Regions from separate parts of the Capra hircus genome. Here region 2 is linked to region 1. The links are chromatin contacts, called in public Hi-C maps. All regions are on one chromosome and are shown on one strand. The core of a region is the stretch at or near the end of the contact, and the rest is flanking DNA. Distances in the headings are between cores, read along the strand shown. Region 1 has its middle 18 kb from the start of FOS. Region 2 overlaps TMED10 (transmembrane emp24 domain-containing protein 10).

What was found. Hi-C and Micro-C count contacts between places; a contact is called where the count stands out from the background.
Region 2: a contact with region 1 is called in a Hi-C map of blood, with 12 times the contacts expected there. The contact joins two enhancer-like sites. A contact is called at or near these places in 4 of 5 Hi-C or Micro-C datasets (blood and liver).

Annotation. Positions count from the first base shown.
Region 1 is chr10:16,613,762-16,620,680 of ARS1.2, reverse strand. No RefSeq gene overlaps it. Among named protein-coding and RNA genes, the nearest start is that of FOS, 18 kb to the left of the region's middle. Within about 2 kb of position 3,255, at least 2 of the 5 cell types and tissues checked have an H3K27ac peak or open chromatin away from gene starts, as enhancers often do.
Region 2 is chr10:16,747,442-16,754,360 of ARS1.2, reverse strand. It overlaps TMED10 (transmembrane emp24 domain-containing protein 10), which reads right to left. Exons shown (of 5, transcript XM_018053959.1): 4 at 6,210-6,336; 5 at 2,210-5,765. The coding sequence ends at 5,644. Among named protein-coding and RNA genes, the nearest start is that of NEK9, 6.5 kb to the left of the region's middle. Within about 2 kb of position 3,175, at least 1 of the 5 cell types and tissues checked has an H3K27ac peak or open chromatin away from gene starts, as enhancers often do.

The sequences.
Region 1 (6,919 bases), core at 2,006-4,505:
CGTAGCAACTGGGTTTGTGCGTTTCTTTGCGCCTTGGTCGTATGGGCGCTTAATTAACTGTTGCTCACCGCTTATTGAATGAATCCCAGGCAAATTGCTTTCGGATTTCACCTTCATAAATCCAGACCCCCGCAATTCCTCTTACAGGCGGAAGGAGGGATATTGCGGCGATGATTAATATCGCGCAGCAGGGTTGCTGATGTAAAGCGACTTGCAGATGTAAAGGGCAATAAACATTCCTGGGAGGAATCCAGCGAGATTCCAGAAATCTCGGAGGGAGCCGTGGGTGTGTGCCGCCGGGCCAAGAGGGCGGGGGAGGGGCGGGCAGTGCCGCAGTGGGCACTACCCGGGAGCTGACTGCGGGCGTGGGGGCAACTCTTCAAGATACTTGGTCCTGGCTACCGCCAGCCCCGTCCCCAACCCCAACCCCCACCCATTCCTCAGTTCCTCTAACCAAAGGAGTGTATTTCAGAATTTAAGAACTAGAACGCACATCAGATACTATTGCTCAAATTCAGCCTTTCAGTTTTACATACGGGGCACTAGGGTTCAGAAAATCTGATTCACTCCTCCAAGTTTGCACAGTAGTTAGAGACAGATAAAAGCCAAGATTTCTGGCTTCACCTCCCGCCTCCCCTCTAATCCCCTCTGCTCTTGTGGCTTCAGGACCCTGTTGCCTGGCTCAGATGGTGGAGCTTGCAGTAAAGCTGAATACTGACATCAGAGCTCCTTCAAGAGTGCCAGTGGCATGCCTCCTGTCCCACACAACCCACAGCATGACATCAGGGCCTGGGGTGATGGCCAGGAGGTGTGTTATCCCCAAAGCACAAAGCATTCCTCCTCCTAGGGACTGGAATGGCTACACTTGTCCAGAGACCCTGAATTGTTTGCCCTGAAACTAGGCTTAGGTTAGCAGTTGGTCATTTTTCATAGTTACCCAAGCCTCGCATTAAGTTTTCTCAGTCAAGACAACAGAAGGCATGAGTAGCCTCAATCCATGGAAACCCCTATTCTGCCTATTGGAAGATCTTTTCATGGTGCTGGAGAAGACTCTTGAGAGTCACTTGGACTGCAAGGAGATCCAACCAGTCCATTCTAGAGGAAATCAGTCCTGGGTGTTCATTGGAAGGACTGATGTTGAAGCTGAAACTCCAATACTTCCGCCACCTCATGTGAAGCGTTGACTCATTGGAAAAGACCCTGATGCTGGGAGGGATTGGGGGCAGGAGGAGAAGGGGACGACAGGATGAGATGGCTGGATGGCATCACGGACTCGATGGACGTGAGTCTGAGTGAACTCCGGGAGTTGGTGATGGACAGGGAGACCTGGCGTGCTACGATTCATGGGGTCACAAAGAGTCGGACACGACTGAGCGACTGAACTGAACTTGCATGGTACATAGAGGTTAGATTCTCTTTAATGTCTCTCTCTCTTTCAGTTTCACCCGACTTCCTCTGACATTCTATATTCTATTTCTTCCCTGATTCTAGGCAGCCCAGTCTGAGACGACTGATGCCCACCGCTGGCCTCAGGCCATGCCAACTCTTCCGAGGAAGAATGTGCGATCCTTCCCCTTTCTCTCTGGTTTGTACTTGGGAGCTCTAGCGACAGAAGTAGCCGCTCTGCCTCCTGGTGGACATTTGAGGCAGAGCACCCTTCTCCGATTCTAGAAGCCGCCTAATGGTTAGGGGAAGAGATTTTTTTTTCTTTGTTCGCTCTAATGGAAATAGCAAAACTTGACAGGGGAAAAAAAAAAAACACAACACCAAGTTTTTTTTTGTCTCTATTTTAGAAGATCAGATTGATTTGGACTAGAAAATACTCTCTTGTTTCTCTGGCCTCTTTTTTTTCCTTCTGCCAAGTCTTGCTGTTTCTATGAGTGAACAAGGTTTCCTTGCCCCTTCTCTTTATTTCAAACTCCACCTCCTTCATGACACTTTTCTGACTCCTCTCCTATATATTTTATGAATTACAGCTGTGCACAGACCCAGCACATGAGTGTACCCTTACTTGCTGTCTTTACTGTAGTTTCCTTGAGAGTGGAGGCCAAGTCCTGGGTGTCTTTTGTGTTCATAGAATAATGCCCAGCACAGAGCTAGGGATAAAACCTGCTCTCAAGCCCTTGAGGATTAATTGATTAATTTCTCCAGAAGCAAATCCAAGCCTTTGCTTTGATAAACTTTCCTATCAGTTCTTTGGAGGGGGGATCTAGATAATGATCAAAGATAGCCTTGCACAAGAAGGAGTTTCACAAAGCAGTTTCACAAGAGAACACCACCCCACGCAGAGAGGGATGGGGAAGTGAGAAGTGAACTCTCTGAAAGATGAGGAAGGTGAGAACATGGGAAGGTCAAAGGATGAAAATTTAGGGGTGGGGGCGGGGGAGGGCACTTTGCTTGTGGGATCAGAGAGGCAGCGCAGCTTCTAGAGCCGGCTTCCTGTCCAGACCCCGCCACTTGCAGTGAAGTTTACTCTGTGCCTCCGTTTTCTTATCTGTAAAGAAACTACCTGTCTCCTGGCCTTATTCTAGGGATAAATTGAGCTGATATTTGCAAAGTGCTGGAATAGTACCTGGCACATAGTAAGTCTCATATAACAGTTTGTCAGATTATTTTCCAATGTAGCTGTCTTGTAGATAGAATGGAGGAAGGTTGTATGACCTTTTTGTTCCCTTCTGCACTGACTTCCTGAGCAGGCCATGAGCTATGTGGTCGTACAGGTCTGGGTGGATTCCTGTCCCTGTTACTAGTTGTTTGACCTTGGGCAGATCATTCTACTTCTTGGAGTCTCAGTTCATCTGTGAAGGGGAAGGGGGCCAGATAATTGTGGTTACCTCGAAAGACTGTTGTATGCATTACATGACTGTAAAAAGCCTGGCATGTCAAGAGTTTCGTAAACAGAAGATATAATTATTATTATCTATGAGAGGAGCCATAGGTAAAGGAGAACAGAGTCTCCAGCATCCTTGAGGTTTCCAGAAACACTGGACGTAGTGAATGGCAGTGAGATCAGCTCAGTTCCTGGCGCTTAGGGGTGGGAGGCTAGGGCCTGCATCTGGGCCATGACTGGATATCAACATCTGAGGAAACCAGGAATGGTTTGGCTTGTGGATCTGCTCTAGGAACATTTTCTGCCTGAGGGCTGTACTGAGGGAGTGGCTCAGTCAGGCCAGGTGCCAGCAGTGGGAGGCCCCTTCTTCCCAGAAGGGGGGCCTTTAGTAAAAGAGGGCGTGGGCAGGGTGGGACTTAGAAACCTGTTGTTGAGTGTGTGTGTGTGTGTGTGTGTGTGTGAATGGCCCAGAGACCTCCTGCCCCAGGAGCTGGCCTCCCAGGCCTGGCATGGCCATCCGCATGGCCAAACCTGCCTGCACAGCTCCTCAAAGCTGCCCTTCCCAGCCCTGACCTGGGATATCCCAGAGTGATTGCCGGCAGCTATCCAAGGGATGGTGGGAAGGAGAGTTGTGGTAGTCTTACAGTCAAATTACCCTTCATTCCCTTCAGCTGCATTTATGGAAAAGTACTAAATGGAATATACAAAAGCTGTGATGCAGTCCTTCGGGTTCTTTTCGAAGGGGGAAGGAGGATTGCAAAATCCAGCGATGCTAGAGTGTTGCAATCGCGACCATGTTGGGAATCACTTTTACGGTCCCCTGTGACCCAGGAGGAATTGCGGGCCCTGGCAGGCCAGAGTCTATGCTAAGTAAGTTGTCATTCTGGGATCCCAGACAATTTTAGAATCTGTTTGGGGAGTGCGGATGGATCTGTAAGCCTCATTTCAAACTCAGGTTTCCAGTCATGGCAAGGGAGGGGTGGGCCCCAGTGACTAGTACCTGGAGCAGAACTCAAACGTAGCTTGTGAAGTCATGAAGGTGCTAATATTGGTTGTCTCTGGGGAGGAAGGAATGTTTTTCATTTTTTCCTTTTTGCTTGTTTGTATTCTCTGATTTTTGTTTTTGGCGAGCCCACATACTACTTTTGTAATAAAAATGTTTTTAAAATGTTCCCAGCAGAACAGGACGTTTGGTTTTTTTTATGGGTAACAATAATAAATGAAAAGACTCAGAACTCAAAACACCTCTTGATTTTTTTCCTTCTCCCCTCCTTTCCAGAAGAAATAGATGCTCCTGATGAAACCTTTGGAAATTCAGATAGTCAAAGTAAAAAATCACCTATAATCACATCGCAGAGGTTTCTGCCAGCCATTTTAATTTTTCCTCCCTTTCCTATATTGGAAACTTTAGTTTTATACTTTTAAATTTATACATTGTAGTTTTCATGAAAATAAGGCTAGAATACTGTTTTATAATCTTGTTTTTCTGTATCATACATCATGAATACCGACAATTTTTTTCTACCTGCTTACTTTAATAGCTAGTCAGATAGGATTCTAAACATCCAACAATCAGTTCTGTATTGTTGGACCTTTGGGTTGTTTCTAAGTGATTTTCTATTCTAGACAAGGATGCAAGAAGCTCCATGGCTAAATTTTTGTGCACATCTGAGATTATTTCGTTTGAGGTGGGCCGAGGGCATGCTTCTTTTTAAGGCTTTTGAAACAAAGCTGTGCGGTCAGTACAGTGTCACAGAGGACGGTGTGCAGCCCCTGTTACAAATGGGAAGGGAGTATTGGCTTAACCAATTTCTAGCTATGCAATCTTGAGGAAATGACTTACCCTCCCTGCACTTCAGTTTCCTCAAATGATAATAGCTTATGGAATGAGACTGTTGTGGGGACTGGATGAAAAAGAGGTGTCAAGTAGCACAGCACATGATGAGCCCTCAGTAAATGGCGATTGTTTCTGACTCAGGGATGGTCCTTTCTTCGGGGCAAGAAGTTGTCTTTGAAACTGAGGTCTGGTTGCCTGGCAAAGTTGAGGGGAAGAACTGGAGTGGGTTTAAATGGTGAAGGGGGAAGACACTGAGACATGGACATCTCAGGCACAGTGGTCAGGGATCCATCTGCCAATGCAGGGGACACAGGTTTGATCCCTGGTCCGGGAACATCCCATGTGCCACGGAGCAACTAAGCCCATGTGCTGCAGCTACTGAGTCCGTGCTCTAGGGCCTGCATGCTGCAGCTACTGAACCCGATGCTGCAGCTCCTGACGCTCATGCGCCTGCAGCCTCTGCTGCGCAGCGAGAAGCCACCATAATGAGGAGCCCACACACCGCAATGAAGAGGAGCCTCTGCTTGCTGCAACTAGAGAAAGCCTGTGCACAGCAAGGAAGACCCAGTACAATAAAAAAAAACAAGTGGACAAGGGATCAAGAAGGGGCTGATGAGGGGGTTGTTTTCTAGTCACTAAGTCGTGTCTGACTCTGTGACCCCAGAGACTGCAGCATGCTGGGCTTCCTTGTGCTTCCCTGTCTCCTGGAGTTTGCTCAAACTCATGTCCATTGAGTCGGTGTAGGCTGAGGAAAATTAGCAGAGAAGAGCATGTCCTTGAGGGAGATGGAGAACCCAGTGGACAGGGGTGGAATGTCCACGTGGTACAGTTTGGAGCTTGGAAACCAAGCCAGGTGCCAGTCGGTCCCTGTGCCGCCGAGGAGCCACCTCTGTAAGATCCCAGATGGAGCCTGTGCCCTGTGGCCCCCAGTCCCGTGAGGCTGCTTTCTGCCTTTCTGCTCTCAGCCTCATATTGCATCACTCCAGGCCAGGGTTCTTTCCATTCCTTGAGTGGCCATCTTCCTGCCTGTTGGGTGGCCTTGTACGTTCTGTTTCCCCCTGCCAGTAACGTCCAGTCTTCTTGGCCAATTCCCAGGCACCCTTCAGATCTCAAGCTTAAAGCTCGCTTCCTTGGGGAGGCCTTCCCTGACCATTTGGTTTCAACTGGCCACCTTCCTCCTGTTTATTTTCTCTGGGCCTCTGTACCTACATAGCAATGTCAGAGTTTGTAGTTATTGTATGTTTGTGATTTTTTACCCCTGGTGTTCTCACTGGGCTGAAAGCTCCATGAAAGCAGGAACAGGTTCCTTTTTTTTTTAACTCACTCTGTACCCCTGATGCTCAGCACATAGTCGACACTCAACAAACAGTTACTGAAACAGAAGAAGAGTAAGCCAGTTCATTTGTGATCTGTAAAATACCTTGATGTCTCCTTCTGTGGCTTCAAACCCATCCTAACTGATGCTGGCTTATTGGCTGAAGGAACAGGAAATTTGGGGGCTGTGAGGACTGCTTTAGCCAGTTCCTCTCTTGTCCTCTCCCTTGAGGAAGTAGCCTTCTCCTTCTAAGACTAGAAACTTTTTAAGCCAGTGCTTCTCAAGCTTGTTGTCATTCAATCTCTAAGTCATGTCTGACTCTTTGAGACCCCATAGGCTGACTGTAGCACGCCAGGCTTCCCTGTCCTTCACCATCTCCCAGAGTTTGCTCAAACTCATGTCCATTGAGTCAGTGATACCATCCAGCCATCTCACTCTCTGTTGCCCCCTTCTCCTCCTGCTCTCAATCTTTCCCAGCATCAGGGTCTTTTCCAATGTTGTCAAACTTAAATGTGTTCTCAAACTTACCTGGGGATCTCCTCAACATGCTAATTCTGATTCTGTGGTTCTAGGATCCTCCTTAGGGACAGGTATCTTTAACAAGCTCCTGGGTCAAACCCAAGTTGCTGGTCTCAGGACCACTCTGAGCAACAAGTCTTTGAGTTTACAGCTTCCTTCTGTTTTACCCACCAACCATTCCCACGTCTCCCTGGAGAAGGGAAAGGCTACCCACTCCAGTATTCTGGCCTGGAGAATTCCACGGACTCTGGTTCATGGGATTGCAAAGAGTCAGACAGGACTGAACCACTTTCACTTTTCTAGTCCCATGCCTAAGATTGAGTCGCTGCTCCCTCTGCTGGCCACTCAAGGGCATGACAGTCATTGACTAAGATAAACAGCATGTCAGTGGTCTGGTGGTCCAGCGGCTAAGACTATG
Region 2 (6,919 bases), core at 1,926-4,425, 130 kb before region 1:
AAAATGCTTTTGGTAAAAACTGGTATTTCCATTTTATATCTTAACAAGTAAATGGTTAAATTGCCAAAGTACTTAGCAAAGTCTATAGCTTTGTTGTTTAATATGGTCGCCACTAGCAACCACTTGAATTATGGCTAGTCTGAATGAAGACATGCTGTAAAATGCACACCATATTTCAAAGACTATAAGGAAAAAAGAATGTTAGACATCTCAGTCATTTTTACATTTCTATATTGAATTTTATGTTGAAATTCTATTTTGGATCCGTAGACAGTATTACTTCCCTGGTGGCTCAGACGGTAAAGTGTCTGTCTACAATGCGGGAGACCTGGGTTCGATCCCTGGGTCGGGAAGATTCCGTAGAGAAGGAAATGGCAACCCACTCCAGTACTCTTGCCTAGAAAACCCACGGACGGAGAAGCCTGGTGTCCATGGGGTCGCAAAGAGTCGGACACGACCGAGCAACTTCACTTCACTTCACTTCAGACAGTATTACACACTATTTATAATAGCCAGGACATGAAAACAACCTAAATACTCATTAACAGATGAATGGATAAAGAAAATGTGGCACACAGATATCACAATGGAATATTACAATATACAATGGAAATTCAGCCATCAAAAGAACAAAATAACATCATCTGCAGTGACTTGCATGGACCTATATTGTCATACTAAGTGAAGTAAGTCAAAGACAAATATGCTATCGCTTATACGTGGGATCTAAAAAAAGTGGTACAAGCAAACCTATTTACAAAACAAATAGTCACAGATGCAGAAAACAAACTTATAGTTATTAAGGGGGAAAGCAGGGGAGGGATAAATTGGGAGATTGGGATTGACATATACACACTACTATGTATAAAATAGATAACTAAGAAGAACCTATCATATAGTACAGGGAACTCAGTACACCGTAGTGACCTATTTGGGAAAAGAATCTTAAAAAGGGTGGATTTATGTAAGTGTGTAACTGATTCACCTTGCTGTACAGCAAAAAACACAACACTGCAAATAAAATTTTAAAATGTCATGTTCCTTTATACTTTTTAAATGTGGTACTTGAAGGACTTGAGCAAGAACATAAGAAGGGTTGGAAGAACTCCTACAAATTAAAGGGTCTTGCCCCACTCCAGTACCTTTGCCTGGAAAATCCCATGGATGGAGGAGCCTGGTAGCCTGCGGTCCATGGGGTCACTAAGAGTTGGACACGGCTGAACGACTTCACTTTCACGCATTGGAGAAGGAAATGGCAACCCACTCCAGTGTTCTTGCTTGGAGAATCCCAGGGGCAGGGGAGCCTGGTGGGCTGCCGTCTATGGGGTCACACAGAGTCGGACACGACTAAAGCGACTTAGCAGCAGCAGCAGCAGCAGAAAAATTTATATTATTCATGGGGCTTATGCTATAGGAGATTGTAGCAGACTGAACAGATAATTTGCAGAACATGCACAACCATTTAACAAATATGATACTGCTGAGACAATTACATTTACATTTAAATTTATTTAAATTCACACAAACATTTTGCTGCCTTCACTATTTATGTTCTCTAAAGTATCAGGAAGAAATGAGACATTTTCTAAAGTATTTCAAATGTTGAGAACCACTACTTTATAAACTAGAGATTCACTGACTTATTAACTTTTTTTGAGGATTAGAGAAAGAGGCTAAATTGGAGGCTAGCTAGTCAATGTGTAAAGCACTTCACGGTGACTCTTATAAAGAAGCTTTATGGAAAATACTCAACTGCAAGTAAAAGGAAAGATGATCTTGCCTTTACCTGCTGGAGTAGCGTTTTACATAGATGTGTTGGTCCAAAAAAATAAGTCCTAGAGGTTCTAAATTAGGAGGGGTATTTTGAGAATGGAAGGAAAGGGAGAAGACTCTATAGGAATAACTTCAAAATCAGTTTCTAAAACAGAGAAGCTACAGAGAATTCCTGGCTTACAGAACCCTATTTAGTCTTTCTGAATTAAGGATATTATTTCAATATACATATTATATAGTTATACATTTACAAATTAAGTATAATGAACTTTTGCTAGATCACATAAACTTTATCCATCTGGAGTACACTACAAATATTTTTTTCTCTAATTTGTCACATATAATTTGCCATGCTTTTAATACTGAGGAATATGGAGGAATTATTGCCAATCCAGACAAAGAGATACTCATGAGTAACAGAAAAATACACCTAAAATGGTTTCTGCTAGCCTTTATTTGAGAAAATTTACATAAAAATCCCAATTCAACACTTACAAGTGCATCTGTATAAATCCCACATCCTCTTTCCATTAAACAAACAGAAAAACAGCTTATGACAGGGGCTTATGACAATGATATAACAAAGCATACTTAAAACTATCACTCTGATCAGTAATTTAGACTGTGTTGAACCACAGATCCCCAAATGGAGGAAAACAGATAACAGCCTTGTTTTTAAAGTTGATTTGCTCTTGCACTAGTCTTTTATCAAAAGCAAATAAGTTTACTTTTCAGATAAAATCAAAGTATAATATCAATGAACTTTAAACCCAAAGCACAAATGTCCAACTTGGCAGTCTTGACATGAGGAAAGGAAAGGACGTGAAAGAATTTCAGTTTCACAGTCACGTTTGGGAACAAAACATTAGCAAAATAAAATATCTTCCTCTCCTATCTTCTTCTTTGACACTCTGTCAGAAGACTACAACCAACGGAGCAGCTTTCATTGCTTCTAAAAAGGGGAAAGACACCAGTTGGAAACGAGGATCTTGTTTGGCTAATGGTACGAAACAGAATTTCACCTTTAAATGTCTGAAGATGGAGCTTAACTCACAGGTTGGGTTATTCTCGCCCCTGTTTGGATGTATGCTCTATTGTTTAGTATAAGTAATACCACAGACTTCCTCAACATCTGTTGCTCTTATGGGGTGTCCCCGATGGCTCAGATGGTAAAGAATCCGCCTGCAATGCAGGAGACCTGAGTTCGATCCCTGGGTTGGGAAGAAGCCCTGGAGAAGGGAATGGCTACCCACTCCAGTATTCTGGCTTGGAGAATTCCATACTGTATAGTCCATGGGGTCGCAAACAGTCAGACTTTCACTGAAACTAAACACTGTTGCCCTTAACGATGAGATCTGGCTGTCAGGCTCTCAGAAGCAGTACCTATTTTGCAACAGCAGATGGCAGTGTTACACAAACTGATGAAAGAACCACTTCCATGCCACAAGGGAGGAATTTGTTGAGTGTGTGCTCAGTTGCTGAGTCGTGTCTGAGTCTTTGTGACTCCATGGACTGTCTGTCGCCCACCAGGCTCAGACTTTATCCATGGGATTTCCAGGCAAGAACACTGGAGTGGGTTGCCATTTCCTTCTCCAAGGGATCTTCCTGACCAGGGATGGAACCCATGTCTCCTGCATTAGTTAAGTGTATTCCTTACCACTGAGCCATCTGGGAAGTCCAAGAATTCATACAGGGAGTCAAGAGAGGATGAAAAGCCTTTTGTGTTTACAGTAGCTGGAACATTAACAGAACAGGCTGAGATTTTAGCAACATAATTTGCCCCCCTTCCCCCTTGGTACTTTATCCAGGTCATCACAACAGTGTTCTGTTAATTCTAATATGCTGCTTCTTCACTGCAAGCTGCACAGCCCTAAGTCCTGTAATTCTTGTCATTGCAATGGGACAAGCCCTGTAAGAGTCAGTAGACTTAAAAAACGAGAGAGAGAGAGAGATTACAGAAAGGACAAACTCCCACCCACTTTACTGGGAGAAGTGGGGAAAATGTCAAGTGATATTATGTCACTAACTGTCAATGAACATAGTCATTTGTGCCCACACTTTCTCTTATTCATATTAGTATTGGCCTTTAGGCAGGCACATGTCCCAAAACGACTCTTGGCTTTGCTTTTACAACAAATATTTTCAAGTATTTACTCGGTTCATGATCCTTCTAGGTGTGTTTACTTCATATATCTTAATCTCTTCATGAACACATAAGAACAGAAATTAAGTCAGTGACTTACCATGTAAGAATACTCGGCAAATTTTACTTGTTTTTTCTTCTGTAGAAGTTATGTTAAAATTTAAGCAACCACAAAACTGACAAAGGACTTGTATCTAGGATATATAAGGAATTCTCAAACTCAATAGCATAAATCAACTATACTTCAATTAAAAAAAAAACCTCAGTAGTGAAAAGAACACACAATCTAATCATAAAACAGGCAAAAGAATAGATATTTCACTGAAGAAGATATACAGATAGCAAATAAACACATGAAAAGATGTTCAACACCATTTGCTAATAGGAAGATACAAATTAAAACCACATGCCTCTCAGAATGACTAAAAAAAACTTTTAAAAAAATAATAGCAAATACTGCTGAGGATGTTGAGAAACTGGATTGGTCAGCCATTGCTAGTGGGAACCTAAAATGACACAGTAACTCTGGATAAAGAGCAGGACGGTTTCTTACAAAAATAAATGTGTGTTTACCATACAACCCAGCAACTGCTCTTTTGGGCACTTATCCCAGAGAAATGAAATTTGTGTTCACATAAAAACCTGTACATGAATGTTCACAGCAGTTTTATTAGTAATGGCCCAAAACGGAAAACAACACTGATGTCCTTCAATAGGTGACTGGTGAAACCACGGTACATCCACACCACGAAAGACTCCTAAGCAATAAAGAGACACAAACAACTGACATATGCAACAACTTGGATAAATTTCAAGGGCATTATGCTGAGTGAAAAAAGTCAATCTCAAAAGGTTATATATATATACCATTTATATAGCATTCTTGAAATGACAAAATTAGAGAGATGAACAGCTTAGTGGCTGCCAGAGGCTGGGGCTTGGGGTTACAGAAGGAGATGACTGTGGCTATAAAAGGGAACCACAGGGATCCATGTGATGAAATGGTTCTGCATCTCGTGGTGGTCACACAAATCCATACATGTGATAAAACTGCGTGGAACTAAACACACATAAATACACAAAAAGAAAAGTTCAAGCAGCTGAGCACAAATGTTTTAATTCTCTAAAGTGAAATTTTCTTTAAGAGCTATCCACAGTTCAAAGCTCATTTCTATGAGGTGTCACAGCCATCACCCTTTTAAGAGACATAAAATTATGAAAAGGTATCACCAGAAGCTAACTAAACATTTCAGCTAAGGGTCAAGAGGAAGTTAAGGGTGTTGTCACACAGAAATCCAAAGAGGACAATCAGAAAGAAACAAGTTCAACATGGTCATTCAAATGTTGGTAAAACAAGTAGAATGGAAGCCCAAGCTGGTGAGCAAGTGGGAGAAGGAAAGAAAACATGGTTCAAACAGATCATATGAGGAAACCCAGTACAAATGCTGGCTTTGGCATTATCTAGGTAACCCCTGTTTTTTGTCATAGGTGACTCTAATAATAGTCTTGTTGCAAAACCAGTCCAAATCCTACCAGGTTAAAAAGAAGTCCCTCTTTGACTTCTTGGGTGAAGGTGGTAACCCACGTCCTCCCACATCAAAGAGATCAGTTCTGGCAAGAAAGCTCCAAGGTGCCTTGATGGTGCTGTTGGTAGGATGCCTTTTGCCAGGCATGTCCCAGCGATGTTCTGCTGGCCAAGATTCAAGGTGGGAGGAGACTGGGCTATATTACTCAATCAACTTCTTGGCTTTGAAGAAGCGACGCAGGTAGAAGACCTGCCAGGTGGCCAGACCAATGAGGCAGAACATGGAGAAGATGCTGAAGTACAGGACCCGAGTGTTCGTGGACTCTAAAAAAAAAAGAAAAAAAGAAAGCAGTGTAAATATAGTGGAGTGAGGCTCAACAGGCTAAATGGCCAGGGGAAAAGGCAATTAATTAGCTTCACTCTGCCCCTAAACCTTACAGTAGGACTTCAGATAGTTTTTTCTTTAATTTTCATTATCCTATATATAAATGTTAAAATTACAAAGATTAGTGCTATTAATTTGATACACTAAGCTGACTGATATGATCAGTTGCTTATTACAGAAAAAAATGCTATTCCCTTGAAAATCAAAGAGGGCTCATTTACCTGTAACAGCAAGAGCACTGAAGTGAGCAATCGCCCTTTCATAAAATGCCCTTTGGTAAAACTGAGAAAAGGGTACACCAGAATTTAAAGTATGGGGACCTATCTCCTTTATGGTGCTGAGAAGTAAGAGTCACTGAGAAATAAGAGTCGCCCTCCCCTCACCGTTGGTATCGCGCATTTCTTCTTCTCGCTTCTTCATGTAGGCAAAATCATTAACAATAGACTCTGAAAGGTCTTCTAGGCGTCGCAGCTCCACCTCCAAAGGTTTGAGCTTCTCAACTTTTGCAATCTGGAAAAGAAAGGAATTATAAACCCATTCCCTAAAAAAACTGCTCTGGTCAAGAACACTATGTAACAGAGGAGTCTTTTTAAAAGTTTTACCGATCTTAAAATCTGTCATCATTCTAACACATTTTAAAATTTGGGGTTCTTCCCATCCCTACTGTCTAGATGTTTCCATCTCAGACTTTTTATATACTTTAATTTTGATTAAAACCTCCTTAGAAATACTAATAATATAGTAGGCTATATTTCCCAAGATTTCTGACTTTAATAAAGCATTTTACTTGCCATTTCACTTTTGTCTAAGAAATAAGCAATATTATTAGATGTAAGTGTGAGCATCATAGTATTAGTCAAATGTGATTTTAAGAAGAAAACATACTAAATTCCCAATAGGGAATGCACAGGAATGAGAGTACAGATAACTATAGCACTAAGATAATAACTCAAACTGCAATGCCAGTTATCAAAATAAATCCCCAAGGATATCCCTGTGTGCTAAGGAATATACAGTGTGAGAAATAAACTTGCTTCTTTTTTCAACCCAGACCACTGTGAAACCTCTAAGAGCATTTAGTAACTGAAGGCAC